Linked DNA regions of Callithrix jacchus: region 2 is linked to region 1. The links are chromatin contacts, called in public Hi-C maps. All regions are on one chromosome and are shown on one strand. The core of a region is the stretch at or near the end of the contact, and the rest is flanking DNA. Distances in the headings are between cores, read along the strand shown.

Evidence for each region. A called contact is a pair of places that touch in the nucleus more often than the background predicts.
Region 2: a contact with region 1 is called in a Hi-C map of skeletal muscle, with 4 times the contacts expected there. The contact joins the promoter of MIS18BP1 here to the promoter of TOGARAM1 in region 1. A contact is called at or near these places in 2 of 3 Hi-C or Micro-C datasets (both in skeletal muscle).

What each region holds. Positions count from the first base shown.
Region 1 is chr8:79,511,502-79,516,358 of calJac240_pri, reverse strand. TOGARAM1 (TOG array regulator of axonemal microtubules 1) reads right to left here and starts at 1,980. Exons shown (of 20, transcript XM_035260411.3): 1 at 1-1,980. The coding sequence starts at 1,748. KLHL28 (kelch like family member 28) reads left to right here and starts at 2,223. Exons shown (of 6, transcript XM_078334837.1): 1 at 2,223-2,324.
Region 2 is chr8:79,851,475-79,856,195 of calJac240_pri, reverse strand. MIS18BP1 (MIS18 binding protein 1) reads left to right here and starts at 1,982. Exons shown (of 16, transcript XM_078334832.1): 1 at 1,982-2,167. It overlaps LOC108593473 (a long non-coding RNA gene), which reads right to left and starts at 971. Exons shown (of 4, transcript XR_008474389.2): 1 at 834-971.

The DNA of each region.
Region 1 (4,857 bases), core at 731-3,230:
TCTGTTAGCCTTGGTAAGGTTTTCCTAGCCAGTCTGGCCTGCACAGCATTCATCACTCCATCTCCATTATCTTGCAGTTCAACAGTATCCACAGCTTTAAAAAGGATGCTGGTTTTACCTGAGCCCATTGATGATGCCAATACAGCAAAAGCTTCTAAAGCTGCTTGGCGTACCCTGCGTTTGCTATCTACAAGAGCTGGGGCAAGATCAAAGGACAGTTTGGGCAAGTCAAAATCCTCACTAGGATAGGTCAGCAGGGAGCAGATGCATATGTTCACCACCTCCTCTCTCACTCTGGAATGCTTATGTTTGAGATGTTCCAGGAGTAAACAAAGCACCTGCTGAGGTCCTACTTCCTTCATTAGCTTGAGAAAGATTTTCATGTATTCTTGTTTGATCACCAACTTGTTGTCTGCCAGCACTTTGACTGAAGCTGCTATAACCGGTCCCAAAAACTGCTGTACCTGCTTTCCAAGGCGAGTAACCAGTAAATGTAAGACTTGAAGTGTGCCATGGACCACTCTGAAGTTAGAATCATCTAACAAATTATATAGCAAACTAATGAAGCCAACAAGACTAGAATGAGGAGTAGAACTAGGGTTAAATTTTCCCAGCACCTGCTTTAGTTCTTCGACGGCCTGAGTCCGGTTCTTATAGTCTTCCTGATCCAACAACCGTGAATGCAGCTCCTGAGGAATAATCCCAAATTTAAGATTGCTGTTGGAAAGAGTCACTGGACAGGGAAGGGGATCTTGAGGAAATCCAGAGGCTTCAAGTTCCAAATAATAAGGAACCTCACCACCAAACTGGGACTCCAGGCGCCGATTGTAGTGTCTCCTCAGGGCAGAGGGCAGACGAGAAATATAAGACTGAAATCTGTCTTGGCCAAGTCGCTCCCCAATTTGTTGAAGTGCGGAGAAAGCTGTCTCAGATTCTTCTTCTGTCTCCTGATCACCAAGCTTTCGGGCTAGGGATATTATCACCTCGGTGAGATCCAAACCAAGTAACAAGTCCTCAGTAGTAAGCAAGATGGGGAGCAGCAGTGCTGTGGAAGCTCTAAGTCGGGCATCGGTACTTTCCAGTCCTTGCTGTATAAGCGTTCTCAGCACCTCTCCAGAACTACGTTTCAGACATATATGCAGAATCTGCAGCGCATCTTTCCGCAAGGCTGGATTCTCTTCCCGTAACGAGACTACTAGTTGAGGCAAAAGTGCTAAGCTAAAGGCCTCTTCCAGCTGGCCTGCCTCCCCCTGACCCCGGAGAACGTCTGAGAGAAATTGCAAGCAGAGTCGCTTCTCATCACTACCTCCTTCCACAAGCACTCGGCCCAGTGCCCGATACAAAGCTTCCTTGCGTCGGGGGAAGCCAAGTCGACCGCCCCGCCTCGGCAAAGCAGCTTGCAAAGCCTGAAAGGCCTCAGAAGGATCCGGCGCGGTGCGAAGGAGTTGAAGGAGCCGAGTCTCCTCTTCATCTCCCCCAGACAAACTGCCTCCAGACCCAGACCAGCTGCTAGAGACTGCCTCCGAGGGCAACAAGAGGGCCGAGGCCAGAGGCGAGGTGGCAGTGGGGCAGGAACCGTGGTCCCCAGCAGCTCCACGGCAGTAGCAATTTTTCTCTCCTCTCATAATGTCCCCAACTCGACTATCATCAGTCTCTGAGGCGGAAGGACGACTGCGGCTCTGGAGCTGATAGGCACAGAGGACTGGAAAGGGCGGCAGCAGAAGCAGCGCGGTGGGCGCAGCCGCCATGCAGGGTCGTCAGGTGGCTGTGGCTGGAAGAAACCATTGCTGTCTCGGATGGGCTCAATGGAGCCCAGACTTCCAGATCCTCTCCAAGGCCCAAACTGCAGAAGAGGAAAAAGGACAGCTTCAACCTGCCGCCAGGCCGCCCCCAACTCCGGGAGGCAGCCTCTGGGAAAATGGCCCCCGTCTGCGCCCTAGACCCCACAGCTGCCGCCGGGCGTAACCAGGGGCACCACGTGACCAAACCGATCGCTTCCATGGTGATGTACCCAGCGCGGACCTCTTAACCCGGAAGTCCACTTGCCGTGATGAATGCTGGGTTACGTAGTTTACGTCAGATATTAAGACTAGGCCAAGGTCTCCTGGAAGAGGAAGTCACAACGCTGTAAACGTAGCTAGAGCGGAGAAGGGAGGAGGGGTGAAGACTTTAGACGGATGTGACGCTCTCCTTGCTCTGGGCGGAAATTGCCCGCCCCACCCGTAAGAGTTGGGGTTTGACCGGAGCTAGTGAGGATCCAGTCCAGGTCCGAGTTGTCCGCGACTCCTCCTCCTGTCGCTGCCAGCGTGATTACTGGGACTCAGGTATTTTCCTTTTGCTGTCCTCCAGCGGTGCAGGCTTTGGCAGTGTTTTGCCTGAATGCCACTGGTGCTAGAGTAAGAGGCAAAGGAATGAACGGAGCAGGTGGAAAGAGAGGCGACATCTTCTTGTGCAGGGCTCGTTACCCTTGTAAACGCGTTACTCTCTACAGCCCTGAGTAACAGCGATCCTTTCCTCTTGTCATCTGCTTGTCAGGACAGAAGATCCGGACCACGGCCAAGCTCACAAATCGGGTACTTTTTTTCAATTCCTGGTCTTTGGGGCCTTTATTCTCCCCGCCCTCCTACCCCTTCTCCTTTTGTTGACTTCTCTTAACCCTCCGGCCGTGGAGGGTTAATTTTTCGGGGGTAGGGAGGGGGGCGGCGGCCTTGTTTCCTTATCTCCATCACTTTGCGTTCTCTATAAAACGCACACAATCTGGAAATAGGTCTGTTTTGTTTTTGTTTTTGTTTTTGTTTTCCTGTAGCTAACCGCCTCTCCCCTAGCCGTTATCAAAGTCTTTCCTTCTAATGCAGTTCCTCTTTGGGACTCTCCCCTTCCCTCCGCCCCCTCCGTCTGCCGCCCTAGCTTCCCTGCAGGATCCTCAAGCGTCTCTGCAGCCTTTCAGTCTCCTAGAGACAGATTGCGAAGACAATTTCAGTTGCGGTGGAAGTTCTTGGCATCACGGTTCTCAGGGAATTCTGCCCTGTGGATTTAGGAATGATAGTAGACATTTCTTTATTTTAGGCGAACTGAGAATTTGGTGTGCATTTTTCTTCTCGTAAATGATACTTAAACGGACAGACCGAAAGAGCTGGAATGTCTAGTGTGAGCCTGAATGCTTTGGAGTGTGGAAGAGAGATGTTTTTTTTGAAGGAGTAATACAATTACTTTTGAATGACCCGTGCGAAAAGTCTAAGTTATCATTTGAAGACCCAAATTTATGCACTTCAGATGCAAGTTTTCCTACTCTGCTCTGTACCAGGTGGGATTTCTCTTAAATACTTTTTAAAGCCTTGGAGTGATTGAGTCACATATGCCAAACAGCTTTATAAATAATGCTTCCAGCTGATGCAAGTGCAAAAATAATTTCTGGATTTTTGCCTTAAAGCACAATTTGAATATCACAGATTTTTTTGCGGGGATTGGAGGGGAATAGACTATTAATGTAAATGAGGCTGTGTAAATATGCATTCTGTGTTTTGGTTTAAATTCTAGGTTGTTACTTTGGTTTTGATGGCCATTTTCGTGTTTAAATGAATCTGCCTAAATTAGGATTGGCTAGCATGTTTGATTTTAGGGACAGATTAAAGATAAGAAGGTGAAAAACAATAAATGATTGTAGCAGTTGCCGATGAGAAAGTATTTGGTTCTCATATTTAACCTAAGAAGCTTAAATGCATAGACTTCTGCTCACGTATTGCCCATACTTGAGGAACCCAGTTCAAACTAACCTGGAGAATGATGGACACATTACAATGCCAGTTTATGTTGGATCGGAATTTTCAGGTTGAAAATCCAGTACACCCTCTCTTGTACCCAAGAACTTGGGAAGCCAAGTTAATAACTAGAGGTTGTGTAGTGATCATGGAATCACAGAAAAGGAACTTCAAAAGTCTTAAATGAAAGACGTGGATACTTAAGCAGTTATCATGCCCTGTTCCTGGGGACAAAGCAAGATGAGTCTTCCTTTTGACTCGTTTTTTTATGTCCCTGTGGATACATTGCAGATTGCTATTTATTTTATATCTGTTATATTTTGTCTCTTTGATTGAAGACTTAGAAGATGCATTAGTCTCCGTGGTGGATATTCATCAGCATCACGTCTTACTGATTATCTTTTAGAGTTATTTTGTGGAACATGAATCTCATCCGTTTAATGTGTATTCTGTTTACTACGAAGCAGATTTTTTAAAAAATCTTACTTTGGAGGCCAGGCACTGTGACTCACACCTGTAATCCCAGCACTTTGGTGGGGCCAAGGAGGGTAGATCACGAGGTCAAGAGTTCAAGACCAACCTGACCAACATGGTGAAACCCCACCTCTACTAAACATACAGAAATTAGCCAGTGGGGTGGTGGGCACCTGTAGTCCGAGCTTCTTAGGAGGCTGAGGCTGAAGAATTGCTTGAACCCTGGAGATGGAGGTTGCAGTGAGCCAAGATTGTGCCACTGCACTCCACCCTGGGCAACAGAGTGAGACTGCATTTCAGAAAAAAAAAGAATCTTACTTTGGAAATCTAGGAATTCCTCATATATTGACTTAAGCCTTTTGTATTTAATCATATTTATATAGAGTACAAGTTTTAATCAGTTTTTAGAATAGTAGAATACACTAGTAGGTGTTTTATTAGTAATACACCTCGGAAAGTTAAAAGGACATGGTTAAGGATACATTGAAAATTGCAAATTCAGGTAAAACAAATTTAAAATTTTAGTAACTTTAAGAGTGTAGTTAAATTAGTGAATTATAGGAATGTTTGTGCTACATATGTTAATTTTCTTCGCTGAACTTAAGGATAAACACAATTGCCTTAA
Region 2 (4,721 bases), core at 733-3,232, 340 kb before region 1:
CCAGCTCTGCATGTTACTCTTTCTCTATGGCAATTACCTTCTCTTGATGAATCAGCTCTGTGTAGGCAGCAGGCAAGGTGAACCCCTTGGGCAGTTACAGCATGTTGACATTAATGGACAGATGAACACTTTCCCTTGGCCACTAGGCCTCCTCATCACACTTTGCTATCCACAAACTGTTTAATTCAGTTTTGCTTGGAAAATTATTAGTCATCTTATGTAAATTCCTGTGACCATTCATGTTGGAGCATAATATATGCTACTTCCTTCTCACATGAGAAGTGACTAATTTTTAAAAATGTGCATTTCTAAGTGCCTGCCATTAATATTTCAGGGTTCCTATTTTGTCTAAAGGTGTGAGCCACGACCATCTTCATCGGGCACAGAAACCTCAATTTCAGATGCTTTTGAAATCGGAATGCCAATCCCTTCAAACTTCCTCTATCAAAGTATATTTCATACACGCCATTTAACCTGTTTTAAGGCGGGCTTTTCCCACAAACCTAGTGGAAATCCATGTCCAACCATTTTCTCATTATGATGTACAAGCAAGAAACTTCATTTTATTCAAGTAAATTTGCTTCCTTTCCCCTACCTCCAACTGTTGTTTTTCATTACTTGCAGTCATGTGGATGTTTTATACTTATATTTTGGATTCTGATTATTCGGTGTAGATATAGGACGACTTAGGAGGGATTGCAAGTCACTTTAAAAAAATTAATCCATTACAATCTTTTCAGTATAGGACTCTAAGTCTTAACAGGAAAATGTGATATATGACCAGGAAGCTGACCAATTTTCTTAGATGAACGATAAAATAAAAAGAAACTCACTTGTCACAAATGCGGATGAGCGGTGGAAGAGGGCACATTTCATGCAGGATTGGAAGCGGACAGAATTTGGGGCTGAAAACACGCCTTATTACCCTGGCTTCCACTTCTCTACTTTCAAGACTGAACCAACGAGTTCTATACAAGGCAAAAGATACACCTGCGGTGGTTAAGAGTGCAGATTCATTGGGCGCAGTCTAACGAGGGACGCAGCCTGGAAGCCACTGTTAGAAACTGCATACTGCAACCTAGAGTTGTCAAGATTAATGTTTCTAGAATGAGAGGTGATTAAAAAAAATCTTTTTAATCACTTCCTGGCACGGTGCAGTTGCTTGCCTGTGTAATCCCAGCACTCTGGGAGGCCGAGATGGGAAGATCGCTTGAACCCACGAGTTCGAGACTAGCCTGGGCAACATGGTGAGACCTGCTCTCTACAAAAAAAAAATTAAAATCAGCGAAACCTCGTCGCGCGCGCCTGTAGTTAAAGATACTGGGAGGCTGAGGTGGGAAGATCCCTTGGAGTTTCAGGCTGCAGTAGAACCATTATTGCACTAATGCACTCAGGCCTGGGCGACACAGAGAGACCCTGTCCCCCACACCCCACCCCCACCCCCACAAATCACACTTCTTGTGGAAACCGTTCAAACTAAACATCCCACTTTGTGCGTAACTTTACATTCAATCCATCATTCCCTCAAAAACAAAATGTTCTTTATCCGCCTCAAACATGGAGGACTGAGAAAAACATAAGTTCTCTCAAACCCACGGAGCACGCAGATTTCCGGCGATAGAAGGGAGGGATAGCAGCCTTTACTGCGCACAGCCCGTAGGGGAGGACGGCAGCTAGAAAGGGCCAAACTTCACCGCAGCAGCGCGCGCGCGGCTTGCGGCGTCTCCGACGTCAGCCTTGCAGCGACAGAGCATCACCTGAGGAATGAGGGCATTCAAGTTGGGCGCGTGCGCTGCGAAGACGAAACGAATTAGCTCGCCCCTGTCTGTGACAGCTTATGGTCGCCTACTTTTTGTGGAAACACTACGGTCCACGAGTGCGGAGGCAGCCAGAAATTTGCCTGCGTCCCAGTAAGACGCACGGTGGCGCAATTCCGACCCTACCAATCCCAGGCTGACTGGAGGGCGGGCTTTTCAAATTTGAATTGCGGAAGTGTTGTGGGTGTTAGAGAACCTCGCGGAGTAGGTAAGCGTCGCTTGGGGCCCGGCCGTCGCGGGCAGGGGCCACCGTGGGCCTGAGACGAGAGCCCCGCGGCGTCCGGCCCTCCCTCCGCGCGGAGCCAAGCCTGCACTACCACAGTCTCGCCCTACCAGGCCCTTCACCCAAGGTACGTCCTCCTCGCGTCCTTCGCTCGCCTCCCGTCGCGAGTCCCCGCCGGTGGTGGGCGGCCTGTCCTTTCAGCACCTCGGCCCACGCCGTTTTATTATTAATTTTCGTAGATTTCTAGCTTTGGTACTGATTTTACAGCTGCGCACTCGATGTTTATTTGTTGCGTGTCTACTGCAGAGTAGAACACGATTGCTCACATTTATTTCTATGGTGAGCGTTCTAGGTCTTTGTTCTAAAGTCACTTAAAAAAAAAAAGAATACCAAGTAGGAAAATTGTGTGCCCTAGTACCCAACTCTTCCCCTTGGGGACCCAGGGCTACAGAAGAAGTTCATCCATTCAGTTTATGTTTTCTTCTAAAACACAGCTTTAGATATTAATAAAATTACTTAGAAAATGGTCCGGCGCGGTGGCTCACACCTGTAATCCCAGCACTTTGGGAGGCCGAGGCAGGTGGATCATTTAAAGTCAGGAGTTCAAAAAAATGATAGGTCACCTCACCCTGTCCTTCAGAGATAATACTGTTCACAATTTGGTTCACTTGCTTCCAGAGTTTTTCTCTATGCTTATATGTGTTTCATTTATTTATTTATTTTTACAGAAATGCAATTATATGTTCTGTTCTGCTACATTTTTTCAATTTAATATTTCTTGGATTTTTTCCATGTAAGTACATATATATCTTTTTGTTGAATACATGGAGTAAATTGTATGGATGTGGCGGAATTTATTTTGTCCTTTATTGGTGGACATCTGGGTTGTTTAATTTCATTTTATGGTGCAGGTACTGCAGCATGAACTTCCCTGTGTAGTGGTTGTGTACGCTATGTTGCCTGTTGGTAAAGAACTTAGACTTTGGAGGTAGAATTAGATCATCTTTCTCACTTACTGTTAAGTAAACCTTGGTCGGGTTATTTAACCACCTATACCTTAATTTCTCTCTTTTCAAACTGGGAATAACCACAGTACTTAACTCTTTAGAGTTGCTGTTAGATTATATAGTGACTGGCATGTCAATATTCAGTGAATATCGGCTATTATGATGCATATATATTTGCATTCTTATGTAGGTGTTTCTGTAAGAAAAAAACAAGTTAGAAGTGGAATTTCCGTGTCAGTGGCATACAGACTTGCATTTTGAAATTAATCTTTACCAATATGATATGTAAAAGAAGTCTCACTGTTACAGTTTGCATCTCCGTTTATTAGTAAAATCAGGTGTTACTTGTTTATTGACCTTTTCTATTTCTTCTATTAATTGTCTTTCATGTCCTGTGACCATTTTCTGTTTTGAACATTTTTTTTTTAATTGATTCAGTAGGTCTCTGAATGTTATGTAAATTAATCCTTTGTCATAGGTGCTGAGTACTTATTTCAAGTGTATCATTTACCTCTTAACTTAAAATTCTATTTTTTTTTTTTTTTTTTGCCAATCAGTTTGAGCTTATAAGGTTGCTCAGGTTAGCTTTGAACTGATGAATTCGCCTTCGCAAGCACCACGACCTCCGGCGGGAGCCACTTTGGACCCCTAAAATTCTATTTTTATGCCGAATTCTGTCTCCCAGTTTTGGTTAGTGTGCTCTGGGGTTTTTGACCCCTTCATAGTAATAGCTATTACTATTGTTACCAATACAGTAAATTCTTACAAGAACGTTCCATCTTTTGGGAGGAGGAGGAGGAGTAGTTATATTCAGGATCATATACATAACAATTGTTTAGCTTCAGTTCTGTGTTTATATGTGTCACTTATAACTGCCTGGGATATGTTCTGAGAAATACATTCAGGTGATTTTTGTCACTGTGCCTGTATCATAGAGTGTACTTATAAAAACCCAGGCTATATGTTATATTCTATTGCTCCTAGGCGCCAAACCTGTAACACAGCATGTTACTTTACTGAATATTGTTGGCAGTTGTAACATGGTGATAAGTATTTGTGTATCTAAACATATCAAAATATAGAAAAGGTTCAGTAAAAATAAGGTATCCTATGGGACCTCCATATGTGTGATCTGACATCATTATGCAGTACATGACTGTACTATAAATGCTATGGCCAGCCCTTTCCTACATGGTTTTCCCATTCCTTTGTCTTCATGTTGAAAACATTTTTTTTTTCCTAGTACATCAGCATTTGTCAGCTTTTAGAATAAGTTTTAAGGATTAGATTTTCCAAACAACTTTAAGCAGTTGATGAAAAGAGAAACATACTTTATCCAGTCTTAGAGGGAACTGACAATGAGTGACCTCCGTCTGTCAGGTCAACAAATGTGCTTGGTTGGCTTCAGGACAAACTATTCTTTCCTTCACTTGAGGGATACCAGTTATTTAGTCTCCACTAATGTCTGTGTTTCATCAGAGGCTGATTTATTTTGTTCTTTTAACTAGGAAGGAAATGGAGCTTCAGATCTGTCTTGGTTTATCTAGACCCAGTGTTTTTTTTTTTTTAATTTATTTACTCTGCAAAGCCTCTGTGGTCAGTGGAAATTGTAGACTATTTTTTTTCTCTTTATTCTGTCTTTAACAAACCCCTGGCAAATATTGGCTGCTTTTT